Linked DNA regions of Arachis hypogaea: region 2 is linked to region 1. A link is a contact called in public Hi-C data. All regions are on one chromosome and are shown on one strand. The core of a region is the stretch at or near the end of the contact, and the rest is flanking DNA. Distances in the headings are between cores, read along the strand shown. Region 1 holds the start of LOC112803804. Region 2 has its middle 11 kb from the start of LOC112802093.

Region 1 (3,119 bases), core at 568-3,067:
CACTAATCTTGTCTGTGTCATTTCTTGTTTTACCTTGATGTTTCTGAGTATTCTTTTCATTTACCTATGCTTTGACTTTACTCTTGCATCAAGTGTTAGCTGATATGCCATTTTCTTATATTGTTTTCTCACTTGCATGCTACCATGTAGTTGAGAACCTCATTATTATTTGGCATTAACCCACCTATGTTTTATTTGTTTGCATATCTTTGTTTGTGGGTTATTCTTCTTCTTTTTTCTCTTCTTTTAGGATGGTCACCAAAAAGGGAAGGAAAAAGCTTCTAAATGGGCAAACAACAAGTCCCGCCGCACAATCTTTGGAGAAAGCGCATCAGTTGTAGCAACCCATCTACTTACACATCTTTGCATGCACTGAAAACGGTGCAATCTTTTAGTGTGGGGAGGTTGATACCGACTTCCATGGGTAAGTATTTCCTTCTTCAACACCAATTCTCACTCTTCTTTGTTAATTAGTTGTTACATTGCATAATAGATTGCATGTGTAGTTAGTTGCTTGCATGTATGTACTACTTGGTTGAAGTAATGATTTCTTTTCCAAGAAACTATTTTAGAGTACTTCACTAATTCAAATTAGAATTTTTGTTGAACTTGCCTGAAGAAATTTATTTTGGAACATGGGTTAGAGCTCAAACACACAAAAATCAGAGATTTTGAACTTAATTGATTGGTTGCATCTTATCAACCAATATTTTATTTTGGTGTGTATTGTTCTCTCTAAAAGTGTGATCTTTGTCTTGCTTGATTCTATATTTTCATTGTTTGATATATGCATACATTTATGTGATTGAGGCTCTTGTTTCGCTATAGCTCACATACACATATGCCCTTACCCTTTCATTATCCTTTGCAAACCAATATTGTGCCTTTTTAACCCTATTTATTCTTTACTTTAGCTCATCACTAGCTCTAAAAGAAAAACAATAAATGTCCCTAATTTAAATTCTTGGTTAGCTTAGATGAGTGAGAGTGTTCATGATTTAAGTGTGGAGAAGTTGGGTTTAAAAATATTTGGTCTGGAAATTGGATATTGTATATTTTTGTGAAAATGGAAAAAAGATAATTGAGCACATATTCTTGCATTCAATACCTTACTCATATGCATTGAAAAAAAATAACAAATAATAGTAATTCTATTTTTCACACTATATATATCTTTTTACATTCCAATTATTTTTTGCTAAAAGAATAAAAAATAACAATTTCTCAATATGTACTAATACTTTTTGTATATATTCCAAAGTTGATTTGTCTTACTAGCTATAGGATAAACTTCTACTAAAGCAAACCTTTTTTCAATTATCATTTACAAAGGTGTAATTGTAAAACTTATAATAATTATTTAACAAAAAGTCTCCCAAAAAGTATTTAGCCAAAAACTACTAAACTTTATTAGTTTTGATTTTATTTAATGCACTCTATAATAAACAAATATTAATAAACTAGGACAAGTTTGAATTATTTGTGTTTTTTTTTTTTTTTGTAGTATTATCTATTATTTAATATGAAAAATCTTGTCAAAAAAATATGTAACCCTACATAAAACGTTTCCTCACGCGCTATTATACGAGGTGGGACTTTATTAGTCTTGCCCTTAATTAATTAATTTAAGGAATTTAATTACAATAAGATCTCTTGGATCCCTTTAAATACCATATCATCCCCCATTCCCTCATTTCACAAACCAAAACACACCAATTCCAATTCACTCATCACACCCTCACTGGATCACACATATACATACATATACTTTTTCTCTTTCTCTCTTTAAACAAACCAAGAAAACAACACATCCATCATGGAAATTGAAGCAAGGGCAGCACCAATGGTGGCAAAGAAGCTCTTGAACATTCTAAGAATAGTTATGGTCATGTTAAGAAAAGGTATATCAAAGAGCAAACTCATTTCCGAGTTCAATCTCTTGCTCAAGCGCGGAAAGATAGCAGCCAGCAACGCAATCTCCACCACTCTTACTCTCCACCACCACTACGCCGCCGCCTTCACGCGCCACCGTTCCTCCTTCCGCAACAACAAAAACCTCTCCTTCTACCCTCGCGAATACCAATTCAGCTGCACCAGTAGCCCTGCCTTTAATTACCACAGCCGTCGCCACCATCGCTGCCACCACCACGAAGACGTTTCAACCCTATGTAAGGTTCTTGAGATGCTAAAAGATAACAACAACAATAGCAACTGTGAGATGATGATGGATTCGCCATTGATGCCATTGCCAGGGTTTGGAAAAAGCCCTAAGCAGTTGAGGATCACTGATTCCCCTTTTCCTCTCAAAGACGAAGAAGATTTTGATGATGACGATGGTGGCAAAATTGATATTAAAGCTGAAGAGTTTATTAAAAGGTTTTATAAGAATCTTCACTCACAACACACAAATTCTCCTTATTATTACTCTTGGGACCGATAATATATATATATATATATATATATATATATATATATATATATATATATATATATATATATATATATATATATATATTATTTGTACGTTATTTGGACACTAAGAAACACAATATATTGACTTTATTTATTGAGTAATGTCAAATATTGTGTGTTTCTATTCTGTATAATATATGTTCTTGTGTCCGATAATAATATTAGCGTACAAATAATATTCCTATTTTCACGTATGGAAAAAAAAAAATCTTCCTATAATTTACTTATTTACATATACACCCGCCTCCTGTACGTGTTTTCACTGCTTTGTCAAAGGAAAGTATCACGTGACTGGGGGATATCAGTGCAACCACAGCATCACGTGACTTAATTATTAAGTAATTTTGATGTAGCTAGTAGGGTGTTTTTTTTCCAAGGGGGGAAGAGGTGATGCCTTGTATATATGTGTGCTTATGTTGTATATAGTGTTTGATTTCAGCTCAAACTCAATATATGATTTTGGTGTTTCCTTTTTATTTTTATTTCACTGCCCTTTTGTAAAATATGGTGGTGGTTTATTTTATACATCTTTAATATTTCCATGTGTTGATAATAAGAGTTCAAATTACATGCATTCTATAATGTAAACACTTTGTGTATGTATAATACTTAATTAATCAGAATATGTGAAATGAGGGAAATAAAGT
Region 2 (3,053 bases), core at 53-2,552, 39 kb before region 1:
CAGTATTTTATCGTTTGTAATTTTTTTTAAAGAAATTGAAAATAAAAATAAAATCATTTTTATTTTTCTTTCCAAAAATTATAAAATTATAAACACTGAAATAAAGAAAATCACAATACGTCTTCCACAAATCGAATAAGTCTAAATGTTTGAAAATCATTTCTCTATGCATTAGTATAATGCTGTTGTGGGAACTACCAGAAATAATGAATGAATATTTAATTTCCTCCACGATAATGAAAGGACAAAGAATGAATATTTAACTTCTAGTACGATGATATTGAAAGAACAGTGCTAGTGCTTTAGTGGGGGCACAAGCAAACAAGTGCACAAAGAGAAAATTCAAGAAATAAGAGGCTACAAAATTAGTAACCATCAATCTATCACCTCTTATATATGGATATGAAATAATTCTACGATATTTAAAAGAGTATGTTATTTAAACAATTAAAACAATTTAAAAGGAATCTTAGTGGTTGTATTTAGATAGTTATTTTATCATTATATTAAATGTGATTGTTTTCCACTCGATTACCATCCTATCAATCCAATAATGACATTGTATCGACATGAAACAATTTTACTTTTTTAGTTGTTGAAATAACATTTTTATTTAATAATAATAATAATAATAATAATAATAATAATAATAATAATAATAATAATAATAATAATAATAATAATAATAATAATAATGGTGTATTTGAGAGATAGCGGATACTAATCTAGGACTCTATCTAAATGAGGTTTGACACTTGATATCATTTTATTTTGCTTGACTTTTTTCCACTACAAAAATTACAATTTGAAGAGCAGATATAACTCTTTTTATGAGTTGTTATTAAGATTTAGAATAGTGTCATAATTGAGGAGTGTAGTATATAAAACTAAAAATAATTAAATATCATTTTTTGATTATTGTTACGGTGAGAAACTCAATTTTTTTGTCTATATGTGAGGAACTTATGCGTCCCACACGTAAGTCTGACGTGTATTTTGATAAAGTGACATAAGTACAACAGATCTCTCTAACACTCTTTAGATACTCCTGGTAAAAAATTTTCTTTTTTTTTTGGCTAAAGCAATTAAATATAATCTCATGATATAGTTTTTTATTTAATTTTTGGGCTTCCTTTGGTTGGAATGAAACAATTGGGTTCACTTGGTAATAATACATTTGGCTAAAAAATTTTACTTCCTCATAGAGTACTTTTTTTTTTGGTAAAAAATATCAGCAAATTTAATGGAAAACGATTGGACGATTCAGTTGCATCTTTTTTTAATATATTTTTGGTCTGAGTTGGACCATACTTAAGAAAAGTAACCATTTTTATTGGGCTTTGGTTGTGCCCCTTTCGTTTAATAATAAATAAATAAATTTTATTTAAGCCAATAACAAATTCTTAAATAGAATTCAGATTCACGATTGATTAGTTTTTGATTTATCAAATTAAGAGATACCTGAAAAATAAAAATAAAAAGCAATACTTCCAATAATTGAGGAAGGTAATAAAGAAGGATAGAGAATCGGGTTCAGGTTCAGTTCGAGCTGGTGGGGTGTGCAGGTTTGGGTAGGGTTGATGGGCTTGACCCAAGACTAAACAAAAGGAGGAGACAATTAAAAATATAGTTAGAGCATTAAGATGGCTTAACCCACGACACTGAGAGTCTCTTGGGAGGATGGCGAGGCTAGTGGAAAATTTGTAAGCCTCGTAAACCCCGTCAGTGGAGAACCTTTATTAAAAGAGAGTCCTGGACCTGGAGTGTCTGTAAATTGTATGATAAAAAAAAAAATTAGTTTAGGATTTGACCAAAAAAGAGATTTAGGGTAGCAAACCATAAATGTCTCAATGCCTTAATTTACTTGAGCTAGATAAAGTGATTCTCCTTCTCTTCTGTTTAAATAAATGTTAAAAATTTAAAATAATCTTATTTTGTGTATATATGCAACAATATATTAATTAATAATAAACTTTTAAATAGATCTCAAATCTATAACAAATTAATCATTAACCTAATAGCCTAAAAATACCATACCTAAAAATCAATTAGAATATATATATATATATATATATATATATAAAATATTTTCTTATGACTTTCAAATTGACTTTTGCTAATCTAAATCATTTAAATAAATAAGCTCATCCTTTTTAAAAGTGTACAATATATAACAACTAACTGGTATTTTTGCCTGTAATAACATTACAAAAATACAATTTTTTTAAAATTACAGTTTATTTTGTTTTGACAGTATAGATTATACATGTCACAAAAGATTTATAAAATCAAACTACTTTTACAAAAAAAAGTCGTAAGTTGACAAAAGTCTCTGACTAAAAAGACCAAAGTATCTTCGAAAAAAATTAAATAATAAAATTTTTATTTATTATTTTTATATGAAAAAGTCTAATTTTTTCTTAATAATTAATTTTAACATTCGTTATCTAAAATTTAAAACAATTTAACGTGTATACTTTTACATTTAATTAGGTGTTAGCCGTTAAGTCTGTTGCACAAATAGAAATAATTAATTTTTATATTTTCTATTTAAAAATAATATGTTTTCTCTCTATGTATATAAAAATATAATTAGATATTAGTATAAAAATATTATACTGATAGTTATAAAATTAACTCAAAATTAATTTTTTTTAAAAAATAATTGAATCTTGATTCTAACTTTTAATTATAATATTAGTATTCTCTCAAAATTATATATGTAATAAATATTTGAAAGAAGATAAATAAAAATATAGATTAAAAAGATAAACAGTATAAAAATTTAACATTAAATAAAAAACTAAAAAATTATGCATATAATAACAATAATAATAATAATAACAATAATAATAATAATAACAATAATAATAATAATAATAATAATAATATTTTTTATTTAAATTATATTATTTTGTTAATTTTATTTTCTGTAGAAGAGAAAAATAGAAAAATAGAGAAGGAGAAAAAAGAGAGAGAAAGATAAAAATATTTATTGTCTTTTACTGAGTAAACATTCAATTCGATTTTTGTCTATCACACAAAAGACATAA

The links. Hi-C and Micro-C count contacts between places; a contact is called where the count stands out from the background.
Region 2: a Hi-C map of leaf shows a contact between it and region 1, with 2.3 times the contacts expected there. The contact joins the enhancer-like site here to the promoter of LOC112803804 in region 1. A contact is called at or near these places in 3 of 8 Hi-C or Micro-C datasets (leaf and an unstated tissue).

Annotation. Positions count from the first base shown.
Region 1 is chr5:96,075,863-96,078,981 of arahy.Tifrunner.gnm2.J5K5, reverse strand. LOC112803804 reads left to right here and starts at 1,817. Exons shown (of 1, transcript XM_025847265.1): 1 at 1,817-2,440. The coding sequence starts at 1,817. The coding sequence ends at 2,440.
Region 2 is chr5:96,114,595-96,117,647 of arahy.Tifrunner.gnm2.J5K5, reverse strand. No RefSeq gene overlaps it. Among protein-coding and RNA genes, the nearest start is that of LOC112802093, 11 kb to the left of the region's middle. Within about 2 kb of position 1,302, at least 3 of the 3 cell types and tissues checked have open chromatin away from gene starts, as enhancers often do.